Linked DNA regions of Oryctolagus cuniculus: region 2 is linked to region 1. A link is a contact called in public Hi-C data. All regions are on one chromosome and are shown on one strand. The core of a region is the stretch at or near the end of the contact, and the rest is flanking DNA. Distances in the headings are between cores, read along the strand shown.

Region 1 (7,134 bases), core at 3,451-5,950:
CAGTTCCCATCACATTTAAACCAGAATAGTGGGAGTGGGCACTGGGCTTAGCAGTTAAGACAACTGCGTCTCATACTACAGTGCATGGGTTTGATATCTGGCTCCAGTTCCTGACTCCAGCTTCCTGCTAAGGTAGACCCTGGGAGGCAGCAGTGATGGCTCAAGTAATCAGGTTCCTGCCACCCACAGGGGAGACCAGGATTGAGTTCCTGGATTCCAGCCTCACTGTTTGCACCCATTTGGGGAGTGAATCAGTGGATGGATGCTCTCTGTGTGTCGCATTCTCTCTGCCCCTCAAAAAATCAAATAAATAAATAAATAAAATAAAGGGGACCAATCACCTAGAGAGGAGTGGGATGGTCACGAGCCTTACGAGAGAAGAACATGTGGTTTTGTTCCTCAGATCAGAGACTGGATCAATGATTAAACTATAGGGAGACACGGATGTGTCCAATAGCAAGGAATTTACTGTCTTTCAAACCACATCACAGCTTCTTAAATGAATAAGTACCCCCTGGGGGAGAGGTTGAAGCAGTGACTGGTTAGCTGTCATAGGTCGTGAGTCTGATCAGGATGACTAACGTCAAGGTCTCACTGCCTTCTGAGATCTGGTGTCTTTGACCTAGAATGGCCCATTTCTTCCTGTGAAGGATGTATTATCCCAAAGCAGCTGTCTTGGTGGAATTCTTCGTAAAATTCCAGCTTTCTTAGGCAGTAGCTTACCAATTCTACAGGTCTCAGGCACTGCCTTTTCCTCGCTCCCTGGCCCAGTATCAGGGGCATTTAACCACTGCAGTTCCCACCTGCTCCCAGTGGTTCTGCACCAGGGGAAGGAGCACTTAGAAGTGGTTATTTGCTTCCTCTTTATTTCGCAGTTTCAATCCACTAGAAGACATCACCCTTTCTCTTAGCTAATGACTGAACCTAGTCTAATTATTGAACTGGCCTTTCAGGAGTTACAGTAATAAAGACACTGAAAAGAAAAAGCTAACAACTTTCAGGCCTCTCGAGCTGGTGGGGAGCACATGAAACTGCATGATACGGAACACGGAGAGGCACACTGGCAGAAAACCACTGCTGATCAAACCCTGGGGTCACAGAAGTAGAAAGCAAGTTGCTAATCTTGGAAATAAGGACCATGCAGACCAGGCTTCAGATCTCTTGCCCAGGTTCTTGAGGGTAGCAGGTCTTGGCTTTCACATTCTCTTTCCTTTATTGCTTTCCTCCTCCCCCTTTAAAACACATCCCCAGCTCCCCAAACCACACTGCCTCAAGGCCATCAGAACATAAAGAGATACTGCGGATTGTCCAGAGTCACATTGCAGCATTGAAGGAGAGCAGCTGAACGCTCCTCTCTAAGTTTGGGATGGAGTGATTTTGGTCTCAGATTGACCAACATCAGGGGTTTCTTCATGGCTACTGGACAGTTTTCAGCACTTGTGGAAGGTGGGTTGACATTGCTGTGCATTTGAAGATTTGAGGGTTTCTCAAAATGTTTGTAGAAAAATGGAATTAAAAGGCAAGTACATTTTGTTGCAAAAGATTGAAATCCATGCATAGCTGTTTTGCAACACACGTTTTCCATGAACTTTTTGAAGACCTCTCATCTCTCAGTCTCACCGGCAGAAAAACTGATAGTACTTGTTGAAATATTTTACAGTCATAAAACTAGCCAAAGGTCTTAGGAAAGTTGCTCAGCTTCTCTGAAACTCAAGTTTCCTCATTCATTTACCATAGATACGCTACCTACCTTAGTTCTAGGCCCAATGCCTACTCTACCTGCTGCGAGAGTAAAGGAAACAGCAATATTAGTTAATATTAATTGAGTATTTTCCTGCCAAGCACTGGACTACATACTTCTCTATGATTAGCTCATTAAATCTCCATGACGACCCTTTGAAGTAGGTATTATTACATTACTGCACACACGGATTAATGTAACACAGAGGAGCATGACTCTATCAAGGCCACCCAGCAAGTATTCTCCCTCACTTCTCCCCTCTTCTTCTTTCTTCTTCTTTCTCCTTTTGTTTTTTCCCCAGATGTTAAACATATTGAGAAGTAATTTACACAAAACAAAATGTTTTCTTTTTAAAATTTTTTTATTGTAAAGCAAGCATTTACCTCCTTTGGATTTCCAGTAGGAGAAGAGAAAAAGGAGGGAAGGACAGAAAACTTTAAAGGTGGGCTGAGCCTGTGGACAAACTCTGTTTTATTTTTCACCTTTGTAAAATCACTTAACCTCTGTAAACTTCAGTCTCTCTATAAAAGTAGAATTAGCGATGAGCCTTTGACCTAGGGGTTAGGGCCCTCTGCCCCACAGCAGAATCCCTGCGTTTGACACCTGGCTCTGGTTCCTCACCGCAGCCTACAGGCACACTCTGGGAAGCAACAGGTGATGGCCCAACGAAATGGGTTCCAGCTCCTCACCTGGCAGACCTGGGTTGAGTTCCCGGTTCCTGGCTTTGTATCCCGACACTTGGCCATTGTGGGCATTTGCGGAATGAACCAGCAGAAGGGAACTCATTCTCTGCCTATGTCTCTCTGCCTCTCAAAAAATTAAATACATATATAAATAACCTTTTTATTTAGTAGAAATAATATCTTGATAGAGTTATGATGAGAAATTAAATACCTAACATGAACATCGAAGATTAATGTTAACCAAAAAATGATAATGATAGTGGTTGTGTGTCCAAAAACTTTAGTACCATGCAGTGAGTACTCAGTAAATACAAGCCATCATTGCATACTGACTGCTTTCACTGAAATCTGTGGCTGCCACAGGGACATACAGGAATTAATGATAGAGCTCCCCCTGGTGGTCGTACTATCACATGCACAATCCACCTTCACCTCTGTCTCCATTGGGGCCCAGGAAGACTGGGGGCTCTGCCCGGCTGTTGACCGTCTTGCCAAGGGTTCCCAATGGACAGGAGTGGCGGTGGAAGCCCCTGAGGGTAATGAGAACATTATCATTAACTTGTAATGAAGGCTAATCCCCTAGGTATGTTTGAGGCTGAACCGCATAAAATTAACTGGTATTCAACCATTCCTGACTCACATAAATGGGCAATTTTAAGGGTTGAACCTAATGATTGCTATTATAGAGGGGGTCATTAAACACCTGTGTGTTTTAAAGTCAATTACAAAGGAGCAAGTAAAGGATGATTTTAACAATGACTTTGTGGCCTATAGGATCTAGACTGGAAGTCCAATCTCTCCTAACAGTTAAGCAAACCTCCAGGGACTTTAATAACTGCAGCTGTTTTCCTTATCTCATTATATATATATATATTTTGTGGATTTATTTATTTATTTGAAAGACAGAGTGACTGAGAAAGGGGTTTAGGGGCGAGAGAGAAGTGGAAAGGAATCTTCCATCTGCTGGTTCATTCCCCAAATGGCTACAACAGCCAGGGCTGGGCAGGCGGAAGTCAGGAGCCTGGAACTCCATCCAGGTCTCCCACTGGGTGGCAGGGTCCAAGTGCTTGGGCCATTCTCTCGGGCCCTCCCAGATGCAGCAGCAGGGAGCCAGATGAGAAGTGGAATGGCCAGAACTCAAACTGGCACTCATATAGGATGCCAGTGTTGCAGGCGGCAGCTTAACCCACTGTGCCACAACTCCAGCCTCCCCCCACCAAATTCTATTGGTATATTTAGAAGTGGATACAAAATAAGAGCAAGAGAATTGTTTTCTTGTTTTGGGGCAAAATTCTAAAGCTTCCAAGAATTTCAGCTTGGGACTGCACCGAGCTGAGAGCATTCTGAATTTCAGCCCTCCTGCAGTGCCACGGCCAACAGCATTGAGGATTATCCCAGGACCAGGAGATCTTGCAACATAATCAGCCGACCCCACATTTTGAGATATTGCCACGACTGTGAGTCCCTTGAATGATCTTAGAACCACTGTTTGCCATTTTTGCACCTTTAAAGCCAATAAGAGTAAAGCTGTCAATTAGAGAATTAAAACAATGTATTTCAGCACCACGTGTTGAGTATGTCTCACGCAAAGGAAATATCCGGTTTATAATTAATTCAGTGCTCATGGCCTTCTATGAGGTCCATATCTTTATTCTCTAATTGTACCTACAGGAACTCACATGCTAGTATGGCAGCCCCGAATGGGGAAATTCTCATTCTACCACAGAAGAATTTCATTAGAAAGCTGTCTCACATGATCAGCTTAGCTCTGTCTGTTGAATCAAAACTAGAGCTCACTAAAACAGCAACCTCTGTATCTTGAAGTTGATAATTTAAAAACAATTGAGCTAATATAAATTAAATACAAAATTACCTTAAAACATATTTATAGCCACAGAGTAGAGCTCAATATAACTTTTTAAAAATTGGCATAAAAATAATGTAACTCATTCAATTATCAGTAGTCCAGGTGCCCTCTGAGAAATTTCCTAGGGCATTTGTTTAAACCGTACCCTTGAACTCTACTTTTTTTTTCAGGTCAAACAAGCATATATTTGTTCTCCCTAGTACTTCTCATAATACTTCTATTATCCTCCCTGCTCTCTCATCCTATTAAATTACAAACTGCTTTCTTAGTCCAGGCTTTTTTTTTTTTTTTCCTTGTGACACAGGCATTTTCTGAGGTTAATTTTAAGGCTGGTACAACTTTGCAGGAACTCCAATAAGCTCCAGTGGTAAGAGTCACATCAGTTGCTACTTAAAATGAAGCCATCAGCCTGCCAGAAAAATCTATGATTCATGCCCTGTGCAGATTCCCCATTAGCTTCCTAAGCCCCTGCCAAGTGTAATTAAGTTGACTGACAATTTAGCATATATGAGCCACACACAGTGAACAAACACTTCCAGACGGCTATGGCTGTTGTGATCAAGAATTAACTTCATTGGGGCAAAACAAGTGGCAAACCACGAATCTGCTCAGGGGGTCATGGACAGTCAGCCCCATGGCTCCAAAGTGAATAACAGTTCCATTCACATATGAAGCAAAGTAAGGACTGCAGCCCAATTTTGACAATCCTACACAGACATGCCAGCAGGCTCTTAGAAAATGACGTGACACCTGAAGATCATGTAGTGAAGTGGCCTTGACCTTTTGGGAAAAAAAAAATAAGTCCCCTTTCTAAGAAGCACTCTGGTGTGTGGGAGGAGCAGATGCTAATGGTGAGCATGCAGAGAAACAGGCATCACTCACTGCCAGTTGTACCGCTTAGTCTGGAATCTCAGCAGCCCACGGAGACGGAGTGAGTGAGGATGGAGGTGCTAGCAGAACCCAGATTAAGGCTCTATTAGGAAGTGGATCATGGATTTGTACGTATAGGAAAGCACAGTGCATATGAGTGCCTTAAAAAGCTCATGGAAAAACAGAATTAAAGAAAAGTTAATGTTGGTGCAAAATTTTTTGAAATCCATGTACCATTTTTTATAATACACGTTTTCTTGACTTAAAAAACTTTTTAAAGGTTATTTATAAATTCATTATATTTGAAAGGCAGAGTAACAGAGACAGATCTTCCATCTATCTACTGGTTCACTCCCTAGTTGGCCACTACAGCTAGGCTGGTCCAGAATGAGGTAGGAACCAGGAGCTCCACCCTGCTCTCCCACCAGAGTGTCAGGGGCCCAAGTACTTGGGACATCTTCTACTGCTTTCCCATGTGCAATAGCAGGGAGCTGGATTGGAAGCAGAGCAGCTGGGACTCCCATCAGCACTCCAGCATAGGATATGGCATCGCACGTGGCAGCTTAATCAGCTGCAGCACATGCTGGCCCCTCTGATCTTTCTGAACACCTCTCATAGGCACAGATTTCAATTTGTTTGCACCAAAATAAGCTTATCTTTTTGTTTTCATGAATCTTACAAAATGCATTTATTTATTTAATTGAGAGATTGAAAGGGAGGGAGAGAGAGAGAAAACACTCCCATCTGCAGTTTCATTTTCCAATACCCACAATGGCCAGGGCTGATTGGGAGCTGAGGACTCAACCCAGATATCCCACATGGATGGCAAGGACTCAAGTGCTTGAGTCATCATTCACTGCCTCCCTGTGTGCACATTAGCAGGAAACTGGTTCTGGAAGCAGAGCATTCTAGTAGCAGAGCATTCTACAGGGATCTCAGTATTAATCAGTAGACCAAATGCTTGCCCCTCCCTAAACTGTTTGAAGTCCCTTTGTATAGACTTTGGTACTATCCACTAGCATCTACTGGGGGTCTTAGGACATATCCTCAGTGGATAAGAGGGAATTACTGTAGTGGTTAGAGATTTAACTGGGCAGGTGTATCGGGGGAGGAACTGTAAATTCCTCAGCAAGATAATCATTCTCAGGTTCTTTAACTGATAAGAAAAACAATCAACACACACATTCAAATTTTATGTCCCATTTTCAAAAGCAGCAGAGAATCCATCTGTCAACAAGACTACATCCTGAATGCATAATAAAACAGGTTCAAGTCTCATGTATTATGACAAAGATGGTGGACAAAATATTAATATATTCCATCATATTATTTCTAAAATTATAACCCAGAGTGAAGCTTCCAATGCAACAAGCCCTAAAGAAGGAAGCAAAGCTGGCTGGCGCCGCAGCTCAATAGGCTAATCCTCTGCCTGCGGCGCCGGCACACCGGGTTCTAGTCCCGGTCGGGGCGCTGGATTCTGTCCCTGTTGCCCCTCTTCCAGGCCAGCTCTCTGCTGTGGTCAGGGAGTGCAGTGGAGGATGGCCCAGGTGCTTGGGCCCTGCACCCGCATGGGAGACCAGGAGAAGCGCCTGGCTCCTGGCTTTGGATCAGTGCGGTGCGCTGGCCGCAGTGCACCAGCCGCGGCGGCCATTGGAGGGTGAACCAACGGCAAAGGAAGACCTTTCTCTCTGTCTCTCTCTCTCACTGTCCACTCTGCCTGTCAAAAAAAAAAAATTTAAAAATTTAAAAAATTAAAAAAAAAAGAAAGAAGCAATGCCAAGATGTGGGCATTTGGCCAAGTGATTAAGACACCAGTTATGACGTCTGCATTGTTGGGCATTGCCTGAAGCCTCCATTACAATATGGCGCCTGGCGGATGTTCGAGGGGCGTGTCTGCGGCTGCTGCGGTTAAGCTACGTAAGATCAGACCACTTGCAGGGATTGGTTTGCTTTAGTTCCAGACACGTGGACAG
Region 2 (7,404 bases), core at 831-3,330, 140 kb before region 1:
CCTCTAGATATTTCAGCAAAAAAAGGAAAACAACCTAGCGGCCATAATTTCCAGCCAGAACATTTTTGCTTAGGAAGCAGCTGTGGCGTGTGCGATGAGCGCTCCTCCATGCTGCCTGGCACCACCAGGCTGCTCCCTCTCCTGTGCTCTAGGGGGCAGTGCTGTGCTGCAGGGCACCCAGGTGCAACCTCAGAGCCAGGGCGATTCCCCAAACCCCCTCCAACCCAGCTGGGGAAGACACACATGACGCTGGAAGTGCCCATCTCTACGGCAGGAGTCCCTGGAGCCAGAACGGGGTGAAGAGAGGAGGGGCTACTGTGGCAGCGGTAGCAGGGCGTCCTCTTTCGGAACTCCGGACACTGTTGCTATGCTTTAACATGTTGTTGGATTTATGTATATTTCACAATGAAAACAACTGTTGCAAGTAAACTAGGAGTGGGCTATGTGGGCTGTTACTTTTCTACAGAGAATAAGGCGAAGGAAAAAGGGCCTTTCGAAGAACCATGTGCCCCACCCAGCCCTGTAAAAGTGACTGCACGCAGGCACCACCCCATATTCTACAAAAGCCGCTTGTCCCATTCCTGGGACCTTTTTTGTGTCTAGCATAGTCTCATAAATAAAGACACACAAGCAAGCATCAACTAACAACTTCAATTTTTAATAATGGAAACAATTTTGCCATTCCAGAAATAATTTTAGGGGAGAAAAATCTTCCCTATAAAAATAAACTCATCAAAATTATAAATATTATAACTTTTTTACTTCTGCGATTTCAATGCTGCCCTGCAACACCGCCCCTGCGTGTAACATCTTCCCTGTACCATCACCTACTGAAGAGAAACAGCATCAGGCAAAGCTTGGAAACGCTAATGATGATCACACAATGATTTGTAACAAGTCTTCGGCGGTAGGGGCCGTTTTCCTTCTTTGACACATTACAAATGCTGCTGCAGTTTCCAGTGTTGGGAGAGAACATCAGTCTTCAAGAACCACGACCTGGCAGGATTCCAAGACAGTTAAGTTTTCCAAATCGCAACTTGTAGTGCACATGACAGTGAGCGAGGTTCCGGATAAATACAGATTGAGGATGCCTGTTTTAGACAAATCTCTACTTCAAGTAAAAAAAAAAAAAAAATTCACAGATACCCATCAGCTACTACCTTAAGTTCTAACAGTGTCTTAATCTGAGAAACAAATGCTTCACCAAATATAAACTCACTGGGTTGAGTAATTAAAAGACCAGGTGGCTGACGACAGCATACTCAAGCCTCAAGGTCTGAACAGTAAAACCAGTACACAACTCACAAAGGCAGTCCCTGAACAATAAAGTGTCAGATGACAATGTCACTAAAGCCTCATCAATGCACTAAGAAGTTACATGCAAAATTAAACAAGAGGTGCCATACATATTTTATAGCTAGTTCTACTTCTATTTTTTTTCCAACTTTCCTGAAAAGCTTATGAAGATAACGATTGTCTCAGTAACTCAGGTGCCACAGCAGAACCAATGTGGAATCTGCCTCCAGCAACAAGGGGATTCTCTGAAAAGCAGGGAGACAGAAATACAAGGCACAGTTCACCGAAGAGGCAAAGAACTGAAGCACCTTGGAATTTCAATAGGAATCCATTAGGTGTCACCAAAGTGTTAACAATTCCTTGGGAATTTATAAAACAAGACAAAAAAAAACTCTAGATAAAGCTACGACATAAGGCCCCTCTGAAACCACAGCACGTCCTTCCCCGCTTGCAGATACACGCTGCTGCGTAAAATGAGGTCACGCCGCCTGTTTTAAGGAAGGCTTCTATTGCACAAGCATCTCTTTGGTTGGAAGGAACGGGCGCCTTCGTTACATTACAGCCGGACAAACGCCTGCGGTGAGGTCAGCGGGGGCGGGGGCCTTTTCTCCCTCCTTGCGTAGAACAGAGAAGGCTGGGGTGGCCCTCGCTCTTCAATCAATCAGGAGGAGAGAGAAGAGAAGGAGAGGCAGGATGGAGGAAGGGGGTGGGGCCGGGAAGGCAAGAGAAAAGGCAGGACAGGGGACAAGGACTGGGCGGGGGAGAGGGGTTGAAGAAAATGGGCAGGGAGTGATTGTCACCCAAGTTTGCTCAGGGCCCTTTGCTCCCAGCTGACGGTCAAGGGGAAACCAGCTGCCCTTACTTTGGAAACAACTTTTGGCGGGGAAAACAGGAGGCAGTAAAGGGCCGAGGCCCGAACCAGTCAGACCTTCCACTCCCCAGAGCGCAGCCCTGGCTGGGCGAGGCCCCGCTATGTCCAGGCCGCATCCTGCGCTCAGCTCACAGCTCCTGGCTCCCTCCTTTGGCTTAGATCCTACCTCTTTGGCTCTGTTCCCACATTGAACCCACAAGGCAATCAAGCAATCCTAAAACGGGCTGAGTATCTCCACACTGAATGCCTTTCACTCTGTAAGCCTCTACCACCAACTCTGCAGCCCAGCGTGTCCCGGGCCTTCCGCGTCTCTGCCTCCACACGTGCCTTCTTCCAAACTTGCTCTGAACGTTCTTCGTCGAACTCCTCCACGGATGTCTAGGCGTTCCTAGACTCCCGTGCCTTCGAATTCACATGGATCGTTTCCTCTCGACACTTACAAAACCAGACATGGACAGGTAGTTTCAACACAGAACGAGCATTCTGAGAGATTCCTCGTTAAGCTTTGAAAAAGCCATCTGCACATCCTGAAGCTTAACATCATCCTCACAGAACTACAACAACCTAAAAGAAGATAAGAACACAAAAACCCAGAGTTCATGCTTCCAAGCACTGTAGGCGCTCCTGCCAAGGCTGCCTGCGGGCCCCCGCTCGCTGCCATGGAACAAGCTAGCAGAGTCCCTTACACAGTGGCTAAAGGTGCAGGAGGCTGCGTGACCAGGTCGTAGGAACTAGATCTAGAGAGAAAAGGGGGAAGACCCTAGCGTCCCAGGGCGAGCACACAGCCCTCTGCAAAGCGAGGCACTTGGGTGCGTGGGTCCCGCCGCGTGCCTTCCTGGCAGGGAGCCGGCCGCTCTACCCGGGCTTCCAGCCCTCGCCCAGGGCCTCTTCCAGCTTGTGTCTGTAGGCAGAGTAGCGCCGCCTCAGGCTCTGCAGCTGCTCGTCTTCTTCTTTGTCCAGCATGCGCAAGAAGTTCTGCAGCTCTGGAAGGCTGAAGGCTTCCCACTGTGAAACAACACACACACAAAATCCTGCCAGGTACTGAACTCGGAGTCAGGACTCAAGCAAGGGGCTGCTGATGCTGTAACACAGCGGGTAAAGCCGCCGCCTGCACTGCCAGCATCCCATATGGGCGCCGGCTGGAATCCCGACTGCTCCACTTCTGATCCAGCTCCCTGAGGGTGGCCTGGGAAAGCAGCAGATGATGGCCCAGGTGTTTGGGCCCCTGCACCCACGTGGGAGACCAGGATGAAGCTTCTGGCTCCTGGCTTCAGCCTGGCCCAGCCCTGGTGTTGAAGTCATCTGGGGAGTGAACCAGTGGATAGAAGTTCTAACTCTGATTTTCAAATAAATAAATAAATATTTAAAAACAAATAAATAAATTAAAAAATAATTTTTGTAAAGTGAGAAACATGGAACAGAAGAGCAAAATATTACATTAGAATATTGTGAGGGGCCAGCGCTGTGGCGTAGCGGGTAAAGCCACCACCTGCAGTGCCAGCATCCCATATGGCTGCTCCACTTCTGATCCAGCTCTTTGCTATGGCCTGGGAAGGCAGTGGAAGAAGGTCCAAGTCCTGGCTCCTGGCTTCAGATCAGCGCAGCTCTGGCCGTTGCAGCCAACTGGGCAGTAAACCAGCAGATGGAAGACTTCTCTCTGTCTCTCTGTCTGCCCTCTCTTTGTGTAACTATGACTTTCAAATAAATAAATCTTTTCAAAAAAGAATATTCTGTGAATTTGTCATAATTAAACTGTACGTTAAGGTCTTCAAAATAAGGGCATTATAAAGGGTCTTCTCCCTCTGTCCTGACAACTATGGAAGCTTTCCTCCCTCAGGTTAGTTTCCCTTAAATAACTGAGGAACAAGAACACCACACACAGGCCCAAGAAAGCAGTCTGGAGCCCTGAAACACAATGTACAGTAAGTTTTAAAACTAAGTTAACCTAATTCCTCCCCAGGGTTGCTTTAAACCATGTGAAATCCTTAAAAGCCCTATAGCAAGAAAAATAAACCAGTGACAAGACTATGCTAATGAGTCTGGCTTGGGCTTTCTCGGGCACAGATGAGACCTCTGCACCCAGCTCCCTCTCCAAAACCAGAGTCGGAATTCCTTTAAAAGCTTCAAGATCAGAAGGAACTTCAAAAATGTCTCAAGTCACAATCTTCCTAAAACTTCCTGAGCTGAGTGCTAATTTACACATCAGCATACTATCTGCAAAGCACATTTACATGCATGTCTAATCGGTGAGCACCTTTTCAGACAGCCCAGTTCCCCTTTACAGAGGGCATTATGACTGCAAGATTTACCCATGGTCAAGCCTTGAGGCTTGTATACAGTAGGAAGCAGGGCCCTGGTTTCCTAACTTCAAAAATTTTATTTATTTGAAAATCAGAAAGACAAACAGAGATCTCCCATCTGCTGGTTCACTTCCTAAATGCCCACAACAGCCAGGGCTGGGCCAGGCTGAAGCCAGGAGCCTGGGACTCAACCCAGATCTCCCACTTGGGTAGAGGAACCCAAGTACTTGAGCCATTGCCTGCTGCCTCCCAGAGGAGCTGGGACTCAAATCTGTGTCCTTCGATATGGGACACAGGCATCTCACGTGGTCTCTTAACTGACACATCAAATGCCTGCCCCACGGTTTCGTAACCTTTAACCTAGAAAACACATCCACATTGCATCGCCTTCCATATCGTCTCCTGTTCTAAACAAAAGACAGAGGCCCAGAGCTTAAGAGATGTGTTCTCGTGTCACTCTCAGGTTGATACTTCTAGAGGACAGTCTCAAGAGCTTTTATTCTGAACTGGCCCCAGTACAATCTTCCTGGAAACAGAAGGCAGACGATGCACTCAGAGAATTTATTAATGATTCGACTGGGCAAAGAAGGGGGAGACTCTCCAAAGTCAAATGTCTTTCGTGGTAAAGCGATCAGATTTCCTACATTGCCCTTTAGAGAGAAACTGGCCTGAAGACTCCTGTTAAGTAGCAAACATATGGAGAGTGTCAACTTTCAAAGTTCAGCTGGGTAAGAGTGCTGTGGAGGCAGGAAGGGATGGAAATGACTCTCTAGATGGAAATTTAAAATCTTCACTTCCTCCGACCTCTGAAAATTGCAGACCAACACAGTATTGTAAGAGAATTACACTGCAGGTTAACTTGGGGCTCACTCATTCAGAATCTCCTCTCTCTCTCCCCCACTCCTCTGCCCCTCTCGCTCTTTCTTCCCTGTGGCCGAGCCACCAGACTGGAACAATAAAACAGGGCCAGCTGCTCCGTTCAGTTTAAAGCAATAATGAACAACCACTTACCTCTCCGATTTCATGTTCACGAAGAACAAAGCTAAGTGTGTCTGTTCTGGGCCCTGCCACCAAACGCAGGTACAGTGGATGCTCCCGGTCTGACAGCTTGCAGGCGTAGACTGGGTGAGGAAACACAGCACATTACCAACGGTCCTTAATCAGTCCCAAGACCACCCTCCATCCTGACCCCCTCCTCCTCCTCAGATCAGGGATAACCCCAACCCCTTCCTGGCCTGCTGTGGAACAAAACCCCTTTTACTTCTTTTCCATCTGCCCAATGTACACTGTGCCTTGATTAAGGAGCAACTAATGGGGCTGGCGTTGTGGCGAAGCAGATGAAGCCACCGCCTGCGACCCCAGCATCACACGTCACAGCAGTGGTTCAAGTCCTGGCTGCTCCATTTCTAATCAAATTTCATGCGAATGCACCTACGAAGGCAGCAGAAGATGCCCGAGTACTTGGGCTGGTGCCACCCAAGTGGAGAACCCAGAGGGAATGACTGGCTCCTGACTTCAGCCAACCATTTGGGAGTGAAGCAGCAGATGGAAACTAACTCACTCTCTCTCTTAAGAGGAAATATTTTAAAAGAAATTTAAATGAGTATTGCTCCCAAAATGTGCTAAAATTTAGTTCAGCTCTTCCTTTTAGAAAGCAAAATAAGAAACTTTAAAAATGATCTGTAACTCTCATAAAAACAATGAAAATATACTGTTGAACAAACATGACACTAGCTAGGAGCAAATCTCTCCACAAATTAATTTAGAATTAGCAGCCACAGACAAACCAAGACATCAGAACACAAGCTCTGATGGCTTTGAGCAGAGCTGCACACGTGTCTCACGCTATGCATGCACCCCCAGGGCCCTGCTTGGGCCCCTGCCACCTGCCACCCCCGTGGGAGACCCAAATGGAGTTCCAGGCTCCTGGCTTCAGCCTGACCCAGCCGGGCCATTTGGAGGGAGAACCAGTGGATGGAAGTTCCTTTTCTCTGTCTCTCTCTGTCTGAGATTCTGCTTTTAAGGAAAAAGGAGAAAAAAAAAAAAGTCTGCATCCTATTTGTTAGTACCTGGGTTCACTACACTCACTTCCCTGGCTCCTGCCTCCAGCTTCCTGCTTCCTGCCAACACTGACCGTGGCACACAGTGGTGACAGCTTGAGCAACTAGTTTCCTCCCTGCTATGTGGGAGGCTTGGGTTGAGTGCTTGGCTCCTGGCTTCGACATGGCAATGTCAGGGAGGTTGTTCACTGGTGTTCCCTCCCCCATCATTCTCAAATTTAAAAAAAAAAAAAAAAAAAAAATGTGCACACACAACTCAGCTGGGTTTTATCCCATGCAACAGCATGTCAAGGTCAATATATTTTCTTCTATAGCTGTATTAGGCTTTAACAAAAAATAAAATAAAAATAAAAAAACACCTTGAGAAAATTTAAGTGATCTATGGCGCACAGGTACACATCAACTTCAAATGAGCACGCAGTTAAATCCCTAAATCACTGCTGTCCACCACCATTGGTGTAATTTCCACTAGCCGCCTGCCCTGGAATTAGCATTCAACATTTTTTTTTCTCATTCACTGAATGTGGGTATGGAGTTCAGACGGATAGATCAAAACATCATTCACTCATTTTATGTGGCTGTGAGGGCGGGGTGCCACCCCACGTGCACACGCACCCCAGCATGGAGTGCATGCCCGGAAGCCTCGGGCACCCAGGCATCCTCCTGTGTCTTGCAGAGCATTCCCAAAGCCCCTCCACTGCCTTTCTAAACTAAAAGGCTACTCCCTTGTGCGGGTCACAAGATCTCCCTTCACGCCCATCACACGCAGATGCCTCAAAGTTCTCAGACCCACGCATGTCCAACTCAAAACCAGGAACGGCCAGGAAACGGCCAGGTGGTGCCAGGTGGGTCACCAGGGCTCTGACGTCACCGACAC

The links. A called contact is a pair of places that touch in the nucleus more often than the background predicts.
Region 2: a Hi-C map of an unstated tissue shows a contact between it and region 1, with 7 times the contacts expected there. The contact joins two enhancer-like sites. A contact is called at or near these places in 6 of 6 Hi-C or Micro-C datasets (ear pinna, embryonic fibroblasts, liver and 3 more).

Annotation. Positions count from the first base shown.
Region 1 is chr11:66,707,452-66,714,585 of mOryCun1.1, reverse strand. No RefSeq gene overlaps it. Among named protein-coding and RNA genes, the nearest start is that of RASSF3, 66 kb to the left of the region's middle. Within about 2 kb of position 4,700, at least 1 of the 8 cell types and tissues checked has an H3K27ac peak or open chromatin away from gene starts, as enhancers often do.
Region 2 is chr11:66,840,772-66,848,175 of mOryCun1.1, reverse strand. It overlaps RASSF3 (Ras association domain family member 3), which reads right to left. Exons shown (of 5, transcript XM_051845645.2): 4 at 5,479-5,588; 5 at 638-3,172. The coding sequence ends at 3,023. Among named protein-coding and RNA genes, the nearest start is that of GNS, 62 kb to the left of the region's middle. Within about 2 kb of position 2,080, at least 1 of the 8 cell types and tissues checked has an H3K27ac peak or open chromatin away from gene starts, as enhancers often do.